6 separate regions of the Mus musculus genome follow, and all the other regions are linked to region 1. The links are chromatin contacts, called in public HiChIP or PLAC-seq and promoter capture Hi-C maps. All regions are on one chromosome and are shown on one strand. The core of a region is the stretch at or near the end of the contact, and the rest is flanking DNA. Distances in the headings are between cores, read along the strand shown. Region 1 holds the start of Stk19 (serine/threonine kinase 19). Region 2 holds the start of B3galt4 (UDP-Gal:betaGlcNAc beta 1,3-galactosyltransferase, polypeptide 4). Region 3 holds the start of Vars2 (valyl-tRNA synthetase 2, mitochondrial). Region 4 holds the start of Tap1 (transporter 1, ATP-binding cassette, sub-family B (MDR/TAP)). Region 5 holds the start of H2-Ob (histocompatibility 2, O region beta locus). Region 6 holds the start of H2-Ab1 (histocompatibility 2, class II antigen A, beta 1).

The links. Promoter capture Hi-C pulls out the DNA fragments that hold promoters and counts their contacts. HiChIP or PLAC-seq counts read pairs in DNA pulled down with a chosen protein or histone mark.
Region 2: a promoter capture Hi-C map of liver shows a contact between it and region 1, with 3 times the contacts expected there. The contact joins the promoter of B3galt4 here to the promoter of Stk19 in region 1. A contact is called at or near these places in 9 of 39 promoter capture datasets (cranial neural crest, embryonic stem cells, erythroid cells and 4 more), 3 of 484 Hi-C or Micro-C datasets (cerebellum and cortical neurons), 10 of 115 datasets of contacts at active chromatin or transcription factors (astrocytes, bone marrow-derived macrophages, cardiomyocytes and 5 more) and 4 of 9 other capture datasets (adipose tissue, embryonic stem cells, liver and 1 more).
Region 3: a contact with region 1 is called in a FOXA1 HiChIP or PLAC-seq map of pancreatic cancer cells. The contact joins the promoter of Vars2 here to the promoter of Stk19 in region 1. A contact is called at or near these places in 1 of 484 Hi-C or Micro-C datasets (CD4 T cells) and 1 of 115 datasets of contacts at active chromatin or transcription factors (pancreatic cancer cells).
Region 4: a contact with region 1 is called in a promoter capture Hi-C map of liver, with 2.8 times the contacts expected there. The contact joins the promoter of Tap1 here to the promoter of Stk19 in region 1. A contact is called at or near these places in 5 of 39 promoter capture datasets (cranial neural crest, hippocampal neurons, liver and 1 more), 3 of 115 datasets of contacts at active chromatin or transcription factors (bone marrow-derived macrophages, effector CD8 T cells and large pre-B cells) and 2 of 9 other capture datasets (adipose tissue and liver).
Region 5: a contact with region 1 is called in an H3K27ac HiChIP or PLAC-seq map of microglia, with 4 times the contacts expected there. The contact joins the promoter of H2-Ob here to the promoter of Stk19 in region 1. A contact is called at or near these places in 1 of 484 Hi-C or Micro-C datasets (B cells), 2 of 115 datasets of contacts at active chromatin or transcription factors (embryonic forebrain and microglia) and 2 of 9 other capture datasets (adipose tissue and embryonic stem cells).
Region 6: a contact with region 1 is called in a promoter capture Hi-C map of neural stem cells. The contact joins the promoter of H2-Ab1 here to the promoter of Stk19 in region 1. A contact is called at or near these places in 2 of 39 promoter capture datasets (cranial neural crest and neural stem cells), 1 of 115 datasets of contacts at active chromatin or transcription factors (embryonic forebrain) and 1 of 9 other capture datasets (pancreatic islet).

The regions. Positions count from the first base shown.
Region 1 is chr17:34,835,607-34,838,167 of GRCm38.p6, forward strand. Stk19 (serine/threonine kinase 19) reads right to left here and starts at 1,297. Exons shown (of 7, transcript NM_019442.3): 1 at 1,171-1,297; 2 at 824-960. The coding sequence starts at 1,270. Dxo (decapping exoribonuclease) reads left to right here and starts at 1,413. Exons shown (of 7, transcript NM_001163770.1): 1 at 1,413-1,610; 2 at 1,787-2,148; 3 at 2,295-2,530. The coding sequence starts at 1,793.
Region 2 is chr17:33,950,194-33,952,754 of GRCm38.p6, forward strand. B3galt4 (UDP-Gal:betaGlcNAc beta 1,3-galactosyltransferase, polypeptide 4) reads right to left here and starts at 1,295. Exons shown (of 1, transcript NM_019420.2): 1 at 1-1,295. The coding sequence starts at 1,069. It overlaps Rps18 (ribosomal protein S18), which reads right to left. Exons shown (of 5, transcript NM_011296.3): 3 at 2,210-2,398; 4 at 2,028-2,119; 5 at 1,805-1,925. The coding sequence ends at 1,850.
Region 3 is chr17:35,666,300-35,668,860 of GRCm38.p6, forward strand. Vars2 (valyl-tRNA synthetase 2, mitochondrial) reads right to left here and starts at 1,293. Exons shown (of 29, transcript NM_175137.4): 1 at 774-1,293; 2 at 545-626; 3 at 356-456. The coding sequence starts at 974. Gtf2h4 (general transcription factor II H, polypeptide 4) reads right to left here. Exons shown (of 14, transcript NM_010364.4): 12 at 2,311-2,358; 13 at 2,129-2,207; 14 at 1,429-1,703. The coding sequence ends at 1,531.
Region 4 is chr17:34,186,274-34,188,834 of GRCm38.p6, forward strand. Tap1 (transporter 1, ATP-binding cassette, sub-family B (MDR/TAP)) reads left to right here and starts at 1,283. Exons shown (of 11, transcript NM_013683.2): 1 at 1,283-2,132. The coding sequence starts at 1,607. Psmb9 (proteasome (prosome, macropain) subunit, beta type 9 (large multifunctional peptidase 2)) reads right to left here and starts at 1,057. Exons shown (of 6, transcript NM_013585.2): 1 at 977-1,057. The coding sequence starts at 1,036.
Region 5 is chr17:34,237,626-34,240,186 of GRCm38.p6, forward strand. H2-Ob (histocompatibility 2, O region beta locus) reads left to right here and starts at 1,280. Exons shown (of 6, transcript NM_010389.3): 1 at 1,280-1,437. The coding sequence starts at 1,347.
Region 6 is chr17:34,261,950-34,264,510 of GRCm38.p6, forward strand. It overlaps H2-Ab1 (histocompatibility 2, class II antigen A, beta 1), which reads left to right and starts at 1,278. Exons shown (of 6, transcript NM_207105.3): 1 at 1,278-1,456. The coding sequence starts at 1,363.

The sequences.
Region 1 (2,561 bases), core at 47-2,546:
AAAAGGAAGCACAGGGGCCATGGCCTGAGGAGGAGGTCAGAAGTCACCTGCAGGAATCAAGGTCAGAAACTCTGTAACAATATAAGGACAAAGCTAAGCAAGAAGGATCTGTGACAGCCTCTAAGGAGGAACTGCCCTAGTTAAAAGGAGCCCAGAGAGGTATGTAGCAGCAGAGAGCCGTTCACAGTGTTCTGACCTTCAACTCAGGCAGAGGTCTGAGAGTTCCTATAAAACAGAGACTGAAATCTGCCCACTGTGGATTTTTTTTGTGTGAAGAGACATGGCCCTGGCTTTCAATCGCCTTCTAAACTTGGCCACGAGGTTACATCACTCCTCTAGTCTCCCTAAGTATCTCATTTAGCCCCTATGCCTTGTGCACCACAGCCTAGAATGATCTGCAGCGTCATAGCCCACTGTCTCATACATCTATAATCTGCAACTCAGTGTACGCACATCAGGCAAGCAGCTACTCGGTGCCTCCCTCCTCTAGTCAATCCCCTAATCACTAACTGATCACTTGGGAAATCTGGGAATTAACACTAGACTCATCTCTCTCCTTCAGTCAATCTCTCTCACCGGTGACCTTCAGTACACCTTTGTCCGCGCTCACTAACCTTCTCTAACAGCCATCACCTGTCAGATGTGACATCTGCCTGCAGTTCCAAACCCCTGGGATTTGCTCTGCATTTGCCTTGGCCTAACGCCTGCTGACGGACGACTGAGTGTCTGAGCGACAGGGACTTGGCGAGTGCCCTCGAGGCTGCGGGTCGGAGGGCCGGGGCTGGTGGGGGGGGGACACGCCAAAGGTCTCCAAGGTGCTCACCAGTTGTAGGTCGGCCACCGTCCGGTCTGGCACCAGACTGTACACTTGGCTCCTCAGCGCGATGGGCGGCAGCGCATCCTCGAACAGCCCCCGGGGAAACAGCTTCACGAGCTCCTCGATGGCCTCGCGCGCCGAGCCTGTGGTGGAGCAAGCGCGTGGTCAGGTCCGGGTGGAGAGCGAGGGTGGAGACAGCGCGGAGGTTCGGACGCCCCAGCCCTCAGAGTCGCTGCCCAGCGCCTGGGTTGCCATGGTTACTACCCTAGGTCCTCCTCCTCCTCCTCCTCCTCCCCCCCCTCCTCCAAGGGTGGATACCCTCGGGCTTTCCGCGCCCAGGTTGCCATGGTTACCTGCTCTTGTTCTTAAAGGATCCGCTCTCACGGGCCCCGGCGCCCGCCTCCGCTTCACCCCAAAAGCCTCAGACGCCAGGAGCCGTCTCTTGCGATTCATAACCCGGATTTCAGGATTCCGGGAAAGGAGTCCCGAAGACCGCGTCTTCCGGCACAGAATAATGACGACGGGCCCTCTGGCTGGTCGTCTGAGTTTGATGACGAAGGCAGCCTCACTTCCGTCGCCCGCACCGCTGCTGATTGGCTCCCGACCAGAGCGCTCACTGGGGCGCGCCGAGGCGCGAGTGGCCCGCCTGGGTTCCCGCTCCGGTGCAGACGGACCTCGCCCACTCCGACGCTGAGGGCGGATGAGAGCGTCATCAGAAACAGCAACTCCGTGTTTGCATCCTTCTCCGGCTTCTGACGTGCGGCCCTGACGCCGTAGCCTCGAGGAGGTGGAGGTCGGTCAGGGTGGGGAGCTTTGAGGTAACCAAGTCTTAGCTTCAACCCCCAAACTCCTCAAGCTCGCCGCGTTCGTTGGTCCGTGGGTGGGAACGAGGCGCCCGGCTCCTGACACGCAGAGCCCAAACCTGGAAGCTCACTCGCTCCTTATCCACTGGAAACGCTTTCCTCGCAGGACCTCATGGAACCCAGAGGGACTAAGAGAAAAGCGGAGAAGACAGAGGTGGAAAAGCCTTTGCACAAACTCCCCCGGGCAGTCCCTTTACTGCGGACACAGCCCTCTCTGTACTCGGGACCCTTCCCGTTCTACCGGCGTCCATCCGAACTGGGCTGCTTCTCCCTGGACGCACAACGCCAGTACCATGGAGATGCCCGAGCCCTCCGCTACTACAGCCCCCCTCCCATCAACGGCCCAGGCCCGGACTTTGACCTCAGAGATGGATACCCTGACCGATACCAGCCCCGGGACGAGGAAGTCCAAGAGAGGTTGGACCATTTGCTGCGCTGGGTCCTGGAACACCGGAACCAGCTGGAGGGGTGAGCCCGGTGCAACGCAGAAGCTGACCTGGTGACCCGGCTTTCTCTTCTGAAGTTGGGAAAGCCAAATGGTCTTTAGTGGGGACTTTGAGTCAACAGAAGTAAAACTCGAGTCAGACCATAAACCCCGCATTCTTCCCTCCCAGGGGTCCCGGCTGGCTGGCAGGGGCCACGGTGACATGGAGAGGGCACCTGACAAAATTGCTGACCACGCCGTATGAGCGGCAGGAGGGCTGGCAGCTGGCAGCCTCCCGGTTCCAAGGGACACTGTACCTAAGTGAGGTGGAGACCCCGGCTGCTCGGGCCCAGAGGCTTGCACGGCCACCCCTCCTCCGGGAGCTCATGTACATGGGCTACAAATTTGAGCAGTACATGTGCGCAGGTGAGAGTCGTCGCAGCCGTGCGGTCCCTCT
Region 2 (2,561 bases), core at 45-2,544, 890 kb before region 1:
ATCCCTGGAGCCAGGAGCAAAAGGGTGCAGTCCTCTCCCCATTCATGCCGCTCACCAGCTTCCAAGCTTCCTGCATTTGCCAGGGATCCACCTTGTGGGATGTCAGCAGGAACTTCCCGTAACAGCACCGATCCAAGGGGTAGTGGGTAGCACCAGCCAATTTGACACAGTGTGTGGGGGCAAGGCCCCCTCGCCTTGCACTTACTCCCACAAAGACATCCTCTAGAGGTAGAGGTGGGGCCCGGCTGGCCACCTTCAGGATGAGCTGCACAGCAGAGATGGACAGTACATATCCTGTGCCCGAGGCATAGGGTGGAAAAGGACCCCAGTTTTCCGGCCACAGTTCTTCTGACACATGGTGCCGGGACTCTGGTGTCCGAGTGGGTCTCACCCTCCAGTGCACCCTGCCTAAATACAGAAGGGGCACTGCCTGGCCTCTGTGCTCTTCATGGATAGCTGTTGTCTCTTCCTGGGCCTCTTTGCCCTTCTGCCATTGCTCCGAAGGCCCCCCTCTTTGTATCAGCTCTGACACCAGCTCTGGGACGTTGACATACACGTCATCATCCGTCTTGAGGATGTAGCGGGCCATAGGACAGTATTTGTTCACCCAGTTCAGTCCACTGAGGGTCTTGAGGGTGAGGTTGCGGTAGGAATCCTGGAAGGAGGCCTGCAAGATATCCCTGTGTGCTGCTGACTCTGAGGACAGGTCAGCAAGCTGCTGTCTTCTAGGTTTTCCCAGGAGGAAGAGCGTCTGCACTCTGAAACCCCGGGCTTCGCGGATGGCACCCCAAGATGCCCGAATGGCGTTTCTCTGGTTCAGGTGCTCCGGGGCCGTACACACCAGGATGAGCAGGAAGGGAGGGGGTCCGGAGCCACCACAGGCATGAGAGTTAGAAATCAAGAGGCGGGGCAGGGCGAGGGGCGGTCCTGGCGAGGCTGGGGCCGGCAGCAGGGATGCCAGGGACAGGCTCAGCAGCTCCTCCCCCAAGCCTGAAGGTCCAAACAGGGTCCAGATGATCACCAGTAGTAGGACCGCCAGGAGGACGCGCCGGAAGAGGCTGAGGGGCATGGCGTGCCGCAGAGACCTGTGGGCACAGCTGTTAGAGCGTGGGGAGGTGGGAGGACGGCTTTAACCAGCTGCTGCTGAGGAGACGCGGTGACCCATGCGCGGGGCTCTGGCGCATCACAGATGCTGTTCTCCAGATGCTGTCGTGCAATGCGGCCCTGGCCCACCACAGCTGGCCCCGGAAGGCTTCGTTTCCCTAGCTAGCGTGCACGCGGAACTCCGCTCCATCCCGCCCCTCCCCGCACCTTCCCATCATGCCTCTCTAGGCCGGAAGCCGACAAGCGGCGTGCATTTCACATAGGTCCAGCCCTTCCCGGTCCGTCCCTACTGTAAAGCACGCGGAATACCAGGCTGCTTTTCTAGAGCAGCCAGCATCTGCTGTTAACTCACCCGAGCAGCAGCATCTGGCGGAGCTGTAGCCACTTCACAACAGCTTAGCACGGCTACGGCAGGAGACTCAATTGAAGCCTGCCCAAGCTTCCCCTGGAGGTTTTCAACACCGGCTGCCCCACCTTTAACAGTGGTTGCCGCCCAGTTTGCTGCACCTAAGGCAGTCTCCTTGTGAACACCCAACAGAAAGGGAGGAGCAAACACCAGCAGGAGCCTATGAGGGACATTTCCGTTCAAGTGCACCAAGAGCACTGTACCCAGAAGGCACCTGCAGCCAGATTAAACTACCAGAGCTCAGGATCGCTGTGGCATTAAGTACTATCAGATGGAAGACAAACTGAGACGGAGGTCATAGGTATATAAACTATTTATTAACAGCAAAGGCCCAGAGACTCATTTCTTCTTGGATACACCCACAGTTCGGCCCCTGCGGCCAGTGGTCTTGGTGTGCTGACCGCGGACACGAAGGCTGCAGAAGAAAAAGATACAGGTCACAGAGCAGCAGGAGGCGAGCCGGTGGACTGTGCAGCCTGATTGGGAGTGGGCAGCTTAAGCCTCATCACCCACTTACCCCCAAAAGTGGCGCAGCCCTCTATGGGCTCGAATTTTCTTCAGCCTCTCCAGGTCCTCACGCAGCTTGTTGTCTAGACCGTTGGCCAGAACCTAGATTTTGAGACAGGGGAGACAACTTTATCTCCTGATTCTGCACCCAGTTTTAACGGACAACCCGTGTCCACCAGTCCCCTAACACACCTGGCTGTACTTCCCATCCTTCACATCCTTCTGTCTGTTCAGGAACCAGTCTGGGATCTTGTACTGTCGTGGGTTCTGCATGATGGTGATCACTCGCTCCACCTCATCCTCCGTGAGTTCTCCAGCCCTCTTGGTGAGGTCGATGTCTGCTTTCCTCAACACCACATGAGCATATCTCCGCCCCACGCCCTGAGGTCAAAAGTTTGGGCTATTAGACTTTTGTTTTTAAAGATCTGAGTACAGAGTTTTCAGAGATACCAGAGGGTATCAGAATCCATTACAGATGGTTGTGAGCCACCATGTGGTCACTGGGAGCCTCTGGAAGAAGTCATAGCTTTTAACAGCTGGATTC
Region 3 (2,561 bases), core at 43-2,542, 830 kb after region 1:
GTTGCCTAGGGGAACAGCACCCTCTGGTGCCTTGGGGCAAAAAGAACTTCAAGAAGGCCAGGTGTAGTGGCACACGTGTGAAAAGGCAGAGGAAGGCAGATCTCTGAGTTTGAGGCCAGCCTCGTCTACAGAGTTCCAGGACGGCCAGGACTACGTGGAGAAACAGTGTCTCAAATTTATTATTATTATTATTATTATTATTATTATTATTGAAATCCAACACGGGGGAGGCAAAAAGAAAACCAGGGGCCGAAAGAAATAAACATCAACTGTGAAGTTAGCCTGTGCCCACCAAGTTCAAGGGCCACTCACTCTGTCTTAAGGACCTCATAGAAGCCCTCTGCCGCGCACTGACCTGATACTCTGGTTTGAAGAAGCCCTCTCGCACCCACCACTGGTACCAGGCCGCTTCAACATACTGGGGACTGTAAGCAGGAGGCAGGGGCCCAGAAACATCTGTGGAAGCAGAACAGAGATCCACTACTGAACTGCATGTTAGCAGACCAAAGAGCAACAACATCGCAAAACACACCCTACACTTTACCTTTCTTTTCACCTGGCCCGGTGGGGATTTCATACAATACTACCTCCTTGTGACTCCAGGCCTTAGTGGGCACTGCAGGTATCTGCAGGGAGGAAACAGGGTGTGTGTGTGTGTTGCGGAGTGGGGGTGGAGGCTGCAATCCCCAATACACCACAGTCATCTGGATCCCTGCGCCAGTCTCTTTCAGCCCCTTCCCAAGTCTTGGGAGACCCAAGGACTGACCCCTGACCTTGCTCTTCTCAGCTAGCCCAGCCTCCAGGGCCGCCTGTTTCTCGCGCAGGCGCTTCTGTTTGGCTTCACGGTTCCTCCGAGAGACAGGGGAGCCGTGGGGCTCCGGCTGTGTACAAAGTGCCTGGGGCCTGGAAAGACCCCATGAGGGCCTCAGCCCCCAGAGCGGTGGCCGGAAAGAGGCCAGAGGCAAATGAGGCATCGGGAGTGTTTGGGAAGGGATGGAGGTCTGCTCACTACGAGGCCATGGGATGCAGGAGGTCGCAACCCTTCACTCCCATCCGCAGGACCCTCTCTCACTCTACGTCCTTCCGCCTAGGGGCGGAGCGCACGGTGTGGACAGCACTCTGGAATCACTGAAACCAGGGCGTCCAGAGAAGGCGGGAGCTCTGCCCGTCACCGGGCACTGACGCGGACACGAAGGTTGGGGTTCGGAAGCCTGGGACCACCCCCACCCCCGCAACCTCGGCCATGCGCCTCTAACTCGAACGTCCCGGCGAACTCAGAGCCGATAGGTGCATGGCGAGGTGCGCGCGCATGCGTGGGCGGGGACACGCAGGCGCATGCGTAAAAGACTCTCGCTCCTCCGGCTTTCTGGCTAGAAGCGGGTATCACTGCGTTGGGTAGGGAAACGCCGGCAGACGTCTGAAGCCGCGTAGATTTTTTTCCATAATTTTATTAAACAAGAAATATCCCGGTGTGTAAACAAAATACATCTGAGTTGGAAAGCTGCCCGCCCGGGGCTGGACCTGGCCGGCTCAGGAGCTGTGCTTCTGCCGCTTCCAGAAGCGCTTGACGTCGCTGTGCCCTGCCGGCGTCACCACCATCAGCCGCTTGGCCGAGTTCTCGAACACAAGCACGCCCAGCTCCCGCGCGTGGGCCAGCAGCAGTTCAAAGTCCACTTGCGACAGGAACTGGTTATACAGGACGCCTGGGGTCGGGTGGGACAGGCAGGAGGTGAGGGGCTGCAGTGGTCTCTGCCCCTCCAAGCAGCATGCAGGCAGGGGCTGCAGGCCACAGTTCTTAGGACTAATTCTCTACGGATAGTCGACTGTTCAACTTTAACACCTGTGGCATCCAGACACTCGAAAAGACAGCAGAATCCACAAGAAAAGCCACGCAAACCCACCTAAAGAGAAGACTGAATTACCCTGCCTCTTATCCCCTCACCTAGCTTAATTCAAACTGCACTGATTTGGGACATATTTCCTGCTACTAATATACCAAAATAAAAGATCAGTCTTCCTCTCCTTCCCTTTTGAGAAACAAATACGAAATGCACAAAACTTTTGCGTGAAATTGCTGGCCTTACCTCTTTAGCCAATGATTGAGATTAGGTCAGCGGAAGCCACTCACCTTCAGTGAACCGGAGTCTGTCCCTTTCCAGCTCCCACAGCCGAATCTGGTCTGTTATGGTGGGGGGCAGCACAGGATTCTGCAGGACAAGGGTGAGGCTATAGGACCTGGCTTCTCATCCATCCTCTCGCGGCTAGGTGCCCAGGCTGCCAGCCCCCCTGAGTCTTGGTACCCAGTCATACCTGTTTGAGCATCACTGGATGTGCCCTTGTCCTTAGGAAATGGATTATCTAGGAAAACACAAGAATGTAGAAAATCGGGCTGGCGAGATGGCTCAGTGGGTAAGAGCACTGACAGCTCTTCAGAAGATCCCGAGTTCAAATCCCAGCAACCACATGGTGGTTCACAACCACTGTAATGAGATCTGACGCTCTCTTCTGGTGCGTACTTATGTATAATAAAACTTTAAAAAAGAAGAATGTAGAAAGTCATC
Region 4 (2,561 bases), core at 33-2,532, 650 kb before region 1:
AATTACGGATAAGTGAAGGAGGGTAGACACATCTACTTCCCCCACACCTTCTAGGTTAAAAGGCACCTTAGGAGACCCTTGGGTGCACTGAGAAAACTGACTTATGGAGACGAATGAGCTTCCCAAGTTGACTCAGGTCTCACTCTGAACCCTTGATTGATTTGATTTCTAAGTCCCACAGCTCCGTGGCAGCGAGGGAGACTTTTTCCAACCTTTCTGTCCACTCCATGTCGTTCTGATCTCCGGGGACCCTGCCCGCGAGTGTGCTTTCTGAGCACAAGTAAAAGGCCAGAAATGTCCACTTTGTTCCTCCACACCATGTTAACACTGTGGTTGGTGGCTTTTAGAGAGCAGAAACCAGCTGCCATCTTCCCAGCTCCTAGGTCTGGGCAAAGTTCTCAGGCAAGCATGGGAATGACGGTGTTGGGACAGGGTGGGGTGGAGTGTGCTGCAGGGCAGCACCTGGAACAAGGAGGACCACCGATCATCCCCATCTCCCCCTCAATCCTGGCGCCAGAGAGCTTGTCCTCACTCAGGGTGGGGGCTGTCTGGGGCTAGGTTAAGCAAAGATCTGTATGATGTGTAGGTAGGTCCTTTTCAGTGAGCCTCCATATTACCTTCTCTCAGGTGCTTCATCCAGGACACCTCAGCACCTCTTTTGCAGGGGTCCCCAAGCCCCTCACTTGATTTAGCCAGTAACCCCAACTGCGCAGTCTAGAGTGAAAGCGAAAGCGCTTTGGAGCAACTTCCCTTAGACGCTTCCAGCTCAAGCCAAAGAACGCACCTTCTCACCAGCTTCGCATGCGGATCCCTCCACAGACCCCTGGACACCACACTTCTGAGCAGGGATACCCTACGTTCACTGTGGAGCGCAAGCGCTGGGCGCTACAAGCTTCCTAAGTCTCTTGGTTTACTTCCAGAGCTTTAGGGGTCCCTGATCACTCCACCCGCTGACTCTCACCCCGAGACCCATTACCCCGGTGTGGACTTCTTCCGTCCGGAACGAGCCGGCGGTAGGTGCTCCTGCCCGCAGCATCTCAGCAGAGCGGGGCTCGGCTTTCCAATCAGCGGCTGCGCGCGGTGCAGGCAACTTGCAGACTGAGGCCCCGCCCCATCATCGCGCAAGGGGCGTGCCGTTCTACCAGCATTTGGCGCCCAGAGCAAACCTGAGCAGGGCAAATCTGCCCAGAGACAGGTGACGACAGAGGGTCCTGCCCTCAATCTGGGGTGGGGCCTGGGATGGGAAAATTCACGCAAGCAAGTTAAGGGGGCTGGGGAAGAAGAGGAGAATGAGATTCATGGAGAAGAACACGACAGGCCAGGGCTGCTAGGCAGAACTCCAACTACAGCTTCAGCGGCAGCTTCCAGAACAGCCTGAGCAAGCCAGTCTCAGAAGGAGGCGTGTCTAGTGATTCGAGGTCGGCTTTCGGTTTCTTCTTCCTCTAAACGCCAGCACTTCTAGTCAGCTCCACCAGCTCGAGCGGGTTCCCGGGACTTTACGCGCACGCCCTCGGACCCGCCCTTCTTCCTTCCCCACGGAGACTCCTGTGCAGCGCGGACGTCGAGAGTCCCAGGCTAGGACCAGACTCTGGACAGCTCACGCTCGATGGCTGCGCACGTCTGGCTGGCGGCCGCCCTGCTCCTTCTGGTGGACTGGCTGCTGCTGCGGCCCATGCTCCCGGGAATCTTCTCCCTGTTGGTTCCCGAGGTGCCGCTGCTCCGGGTCTGGGTGGTGGGCCTGAGTCGCTGGGCCATCCTAGGACTAGGGGTCCGCGGGGTCCTCGGGGTCACCGCAGGAGCCCATGGCTGGCTGGCTGCTTTGCAGCCGCTGGTGGCCGCACTGAGTTTGGCCCTGCCTGGACTTGCCTTGTTCCGAGAGCTGGCCGCCTGGGGAACACTCCGGGAGGGTGACAGCGCTGGATTACTGTACTGGAACAGTCGTCCAGATGCCTTCGCTATCAGTTATGTGGCAGCATTGCCCGCAGCCGCCCTGTGGCACAAGTTGGGGAGCCTCTGGGCGCCCAGCGGCAACAGGGACGCTGGAGACATGCTGTGTCGGATGCTGGGCTTCCTGGGCCCTAAGAAGAGACGTCTCTACCTGGTTCTGGTTCTCTTGATTCTCTCTTGCCTTGGTAAGGGAGACTGGGTGAAAGAGCAGGCCACAGGGGACAGGGCAATGGGCATTCCAGGCAGAAAGGGAGAGTAAAGTAGTCCCGGGAAGCGTCAGAGACACTAAGGAGGCAACTTAGGCGGAAAGAGAAGGACCCAGGCCCGAGAAGGGGTCCAGACAAGGGCGTTGGGGACAGGGTCTTCTGGGAGCAGAACTTCACATCATAGCCCAAATGTGAAGGTTTCTTTCCACACCGCCATCTTCTCCTCTCCTCTTCTCTCTCCTCTCCTCTCCTCTCCTCTCCTCTCCTCTCCTCTCCTCTCCTCTCCTCTCCTCTCCTCTCCTCTCCTCTCCTCTCCCCTCCCCTGCCCTCCCCTCCCCTCCCCTCCCCTCCCCTCCCCTCCCCTCCCCTCCCCTCCCCTCCCCTCCCCTCCCCTCCCCTCCCCTCCCC
Region 5 (2,561 bases), core at 30-2,529, 600 kb before region 1:
ATCTTGGTAAGTATACTGGCTAATTTTACTTTGTGCATGCATGCACGTGTATGTGCATGTGTGTGTGTGTGTGTGTGTGTGTGTGTGTGTGTGTGTGTGTGCTTGTCAACTTGACCTAAGCTAGGTCATCTGGGAAGAGGGAACCTCAATTGAGAAAATGTCCCCATCAGATTGTCTTAGGCAAGTCTAGAGGACATTTTCTTTTAATTGACTATTTATTGATGAGGAATGGCCTGGCCCACTGTGGGAGGTAGAGTCTTGGGCAGTTTAAGAAAGCAGGCTGAGCAAGCCATGTGGAGCAAGCCAGTAAGCAGCTCCCTTCTGCTTCAGTTCCTGCCTCGAGGTTCCTCCCTGAGCTCCTGCCCTGACCTCCCCCAGTGATGGAACATAAGCTGCTGTAAGGTGAAATAAGCCCTTTCCTTCAATAGCTTTCAGCCTCCTTCTAAGCTACTGTGAAGTAGCTTTGGCTGTGGTGGTCGTCACGGCAGCAGAAACCTGACCAAGGCAGCAGAGGTCAATTAATCGATTAATTTATACTTTTTCCCATAATATTTTCAGCACAGTGTCATTTATTATTATTATTATTATTATTATTATTATTATTATTATTATTATTATTATTGTCATTTTGAGCCAGGGTCTCACTCTGTAGCTCAGGCTACACTCGTTCTGCCAGCTAATGTGTTCTATAGAATCCCATCCCACCATCTTACTGACTTGGTCCCCAATGCTTCCTTCTATTCTGTCTTTATGAGTATATTTGCACGATTTTATTCTTTTGAGAATTATGCCTTCCTGTTTGTCTTTCTGTCTTTGTTTTCCTCTTCCCTCCTCTCCTTGCTTGGCATACAAGGCACAGCACAGCCTGTCTTCTGCTTTTGCTGACGAGCTGCCATCAACCCCCTTTAAGCTACAATCCACAAAGCTATTTACATAGTTCAGTACCCTCTGCAGTCAATGTCAGTCACTCTCTAGGAAGGGAGACCTGTTGGTCAGACTAATTCAGGGACCCTACTAAGTGAAGGCAGCAGAATACACAATAAACAACCTACTTTGTTCTAGGACCTCATACTCTGTAGACTTTTCTCTCCCGATGCTGGTCCATTTTCCCACATTTCAACAGCCAACACTGACTCTCCAGGTAACCAGTTCTTGGCTTTTATCACACAGTGTTAGCAAAGTGTTCTGCCTAGCAACAAATGATGCAAAGTCTTCGCTCTTGATTGGTTAACAGTGTGAAGGAGGCTGCATAATTACCTATCTATTTTTTTTTTCAGCTGTGTGGAAGACAGCTCTATTCTAAATAGGTGTATCAGTCTCTTCATTGCCCCTTTGTCCCCTCCAGAATGGGCGCTGGGAGGGCCCCCTGGGTGGTGGCTCTGTTGGTGAACCTCATGAGGCTGGATTCCTTCATGATTGAAGGCAGAGACTCCCCAGGTAAGAAGAGAGGGGTTTGATTCTGGGTGTGGTTTTCTGGAATTGGCACGGGGCTAACTCTCCCCATTCTCTGTGGACCAAAGTCTCAGACTAGAGTGGCTCTGACTTTAAAGAGTCCCCCCAGCCAGGTGGTGGTAGCACACGTCTTTAACCCCAGCACTCAGGAGGCAGAGGCAGGTGGATTTCTGAGTTTGAGGCCAGCCTGGTCTACAGAGTGAGTTCCAGGACAGCCAGGGCTACACAGAAAAAAACCCTGTCTTGACAAACCAAAAAAAAAAAAAAAGAGCCCCCCCCACCCCCCCACTGACCAGGAAGCTCATGCGCTCCTCAGCACCCACAAAGAACTGCCTGGAAAGGTCTTCTCACACCCAAGACACAGATACCAGGGGAGTGAGGAGGGGAGTGAGGGAGGGAGGGAGGAAGGAGACATTTTCCCCTGTTGGGCTCCTTGTGCATCAACATCAGACACTAGAACCTTGAAAGCCGGAGTCTGAGCAGCTGAGCTTTCTCTACGAGCATCTACTCCTTTTATGGCTTTCTGGTGAAATTGGAAATCACATCTCCAACTATTAAGCTCCTGGTTAGCGTTCAGCATCGTCCTGAGAAGTTTTGAGGTGTGAGTGAAGTTGAGAGCTCAGACAAGTTGAGTATGTTAGTTATCTTTGGCCTCAGGTTGCTGTGTACAGCTTGTTTTTTCACTGGGAGACGGGCTATGCAAACACCAGCGTTGCTAGACCATGAAAACTCAGGCTTGTGAGCAGAAAACAGGATGTGATATGCTAAGAAAAGACTCCCCTCTAACGCCAGTCTCATTAAATACAGAAGAGGAACAAGCCTAGGAGGGGCATCCGTTTTCTCGGAGAACAAAAACCGCTCTGAGTTTATCACGTCCATTTGACAAATGGGGAAAAAAAAAAACAGCACGGAGTTTTAGATGATGATGAAAACCCCATATACTTTCTCTTTAGCTTGTAAAGAGGGAACAGAGAAGGGTAGACATGCTGAGGGACTGGAGGCTGGCACCTCGTCTGAACTCAGTGGCCCTCAGAGGGGCCTGGATGGTCATGGAAGTCATTCTCAGGGGGTGGCTGAGCACTGCTGGAGGAGACTGCTGAGCTTAGGAA
Region 6 (2,561 bases), core at 28-2,527, 570 kb before region 1:
TTTCCACATCTGAGTTGATGTTTCTCCTGCATGCTCCCTGCCTAGGCTTAGGAGATCTGTGTCTGTCCTGAGCAGAGCTGATGGTGAGAGCCCAGTGCGGTCCCTCTCTGGTTCTCTACATCAGGGTGCCAGTGTGGACCCTGGAATGCTGCAGTTCACCTGCGCTGCTGGAGCCCCCACGGGATGGTCTTGTTACCCAACTCTACGTCTTTCCCTTTTCCTTCATCAACTCTGTTTTCAGGTCCTGACCCCTGTTTAACTAGGATCTAAAATAATAGAGATAGTGTTGTAGTTTCAGGGAAAGAGACTTATTGTTTAGTCATTTGGTATTTGTCAGGTACCATTCCAGCTGATGGACAATTAGACTTAGTAGTGTATACCTGAGGAGAGATGTATTTGAAGCACAAGTTGATGACTCTGTTATTCAGCCTGGCACAGTGTGACAAACCTATGGCTGTCCCTTCCTGAAACTGCTATTTTACACCATTAGCCTTTTGTCCTTGAAATTCCAGGCAGCTGGATCTGGAAGCCCTAAAAGGTTGTGGAGTTTTCCTTAGCTGACATCATGGTTATGGAGGATTTAAACAGCAGAAGAATCCACAAGAGCAACGTTGGGCTGATCAACTTCTGTATTTTCATTGGAATATCGTGAATGTAGAAGACTCCTGCATGGGGAAGGTGCATGAGCCAGCAGGGCTGAGACACACATTAACCTGACATTTCCAACATGTACACAGGACAGCTCAATGCTTTCCATTATTAACCACATCACACTGCTCTTCCATGTGAGCTTATCAAAACCTAGAATACAGTTCAGGGAACATGGCTTGCATTTTACAAAGAGAATTCCAGGATTGGAAAGAGGCTCAGCGACTCCCCAAGAACTCTGCTTTCTCACCTGAGGCACCCCAGAGGGTCAGATGTAACAAAACATGATTTCTCTGTCTCTTAATACATGTCACACTCATTTCTCCCACTACAACCTCAAGTGTAAGAACAGTAGATTTGAAATAATTATCCCAAAGTTGTCTATACTTCACGCACTTTTCTCTTTAAACCCCCAAACACAGGCAGTCTGCAGTTTAGAAAAGTTTACTCTGTAACTGAGAGGAGCAGTCACCTCAAACGTTCATCCAGTGGGGCTCATGAAGAAACAGACCATGCCGCGCATAGAGAGCCTTTGTAAACAAAGTCTACCCAGAGACAGATGACAGACTTCAGCTCCAATGCTGATTGGTTCCTCACTTGGGACCAACCCTGACACTCTGGGATTTCAGATCACTCCAGGCTACAGAACTTTGCTTTCTGAAGGGGGCACAGCAGGTGTGAGTCCTGGTGACTGCCATTACCTGTGCCTTAGAGATGGCTCTGCAGATCCCCAGCCTCCTCCTCTCGGCTGCTGTGGTGGTGCTGATGGTGCTGAGCAGCCCAGGGACTGAGGGCGGAGACTCCGAAAGTAAGTGCCGGGGGCAGGGCTCTCCAGAGCCAGCACTCTGGGGGTCGTGTTCTGAGGGACCCTGGGGACTCTGGGATGTGGGAGGGGGTGGCAAAATCCTGATTTTACTATAGATTTCCTTTCTCTGAAGAGAGAGTGAGACTCCATTCTCACTTCTGTGTTCTAATATTGAGTTAGGATGGTGCCGCCGCCGGTGCGAGCCTGACATATAAACGGAGGAGGAGGAGGAGGCGGCAGAATTTAAATCGACCACCAAAGATAAGGGTTGTGCATGGGGAGACAGCAGGGCTTACAATACCAGTGCCCCCACCCACTCCCCCGTACAGGGCTTACAATACCAGTGCCCCCCACCCCCACCCCGTACATTGTCTGGAGGAAATGCCAGATTCTGAAGTGGGGAAACAGATCAGCGATGGTCTGTGGTCCCGATGTTTGCGGACAACTCCTCATGTGGAGTGGAGGTTTAAGAGAGCGAACTCTAGGCGTCTAACTCAGAGAGAAGCCAGTGACCAAGAAACCTAATTTTTTTGGTCAAATGGAATCCAGAACTCAAACACTGAGTTAGTAAATTGAATTTCCAAGAAAACACTAGGCCCAGAAGGGACATATGTGATACATACCCTGGGGTGAGCGGAGGTGTCCTAGTTCGTTCGGAGACCAGAGAGTAAATAAAGCCCCAGTCCCCTAAGCCATAGAGGTGTCTTCAGTCTCGCAGTTACCCTTAAGATGCCTGGAGTGACCGTGCAAGCAGGCAGTTCTCAGAGGTTGCCTGGATTCCCATTTGTTGGTTTTGTAGTCGGGGCTCTCCTGAGAACGAGTGCCCCCTAGGGGGTCAGGGCCTTTTGCACACAGGAGAGAGTCCCACAGGGTGGGGGTGGGGTAGCAGAAACTGGCAAATATTTTATTTATTTTTTGTATCCTAGTTTTATTAGTTCGCTGAGAATTTCGTACAGTTTTGGTCATATTTACTCCCTCTTCCAACTCTACCCAGGCCCATCCCCCCCCCTCTACCACCCAACTTTTGGTGTCCCTTAGTTTTATTATTATTTTTTTTTTCAAATGTACCAAGTACCGTTTGCGTTTCCTGAGGCGTATTCTTGTGAGG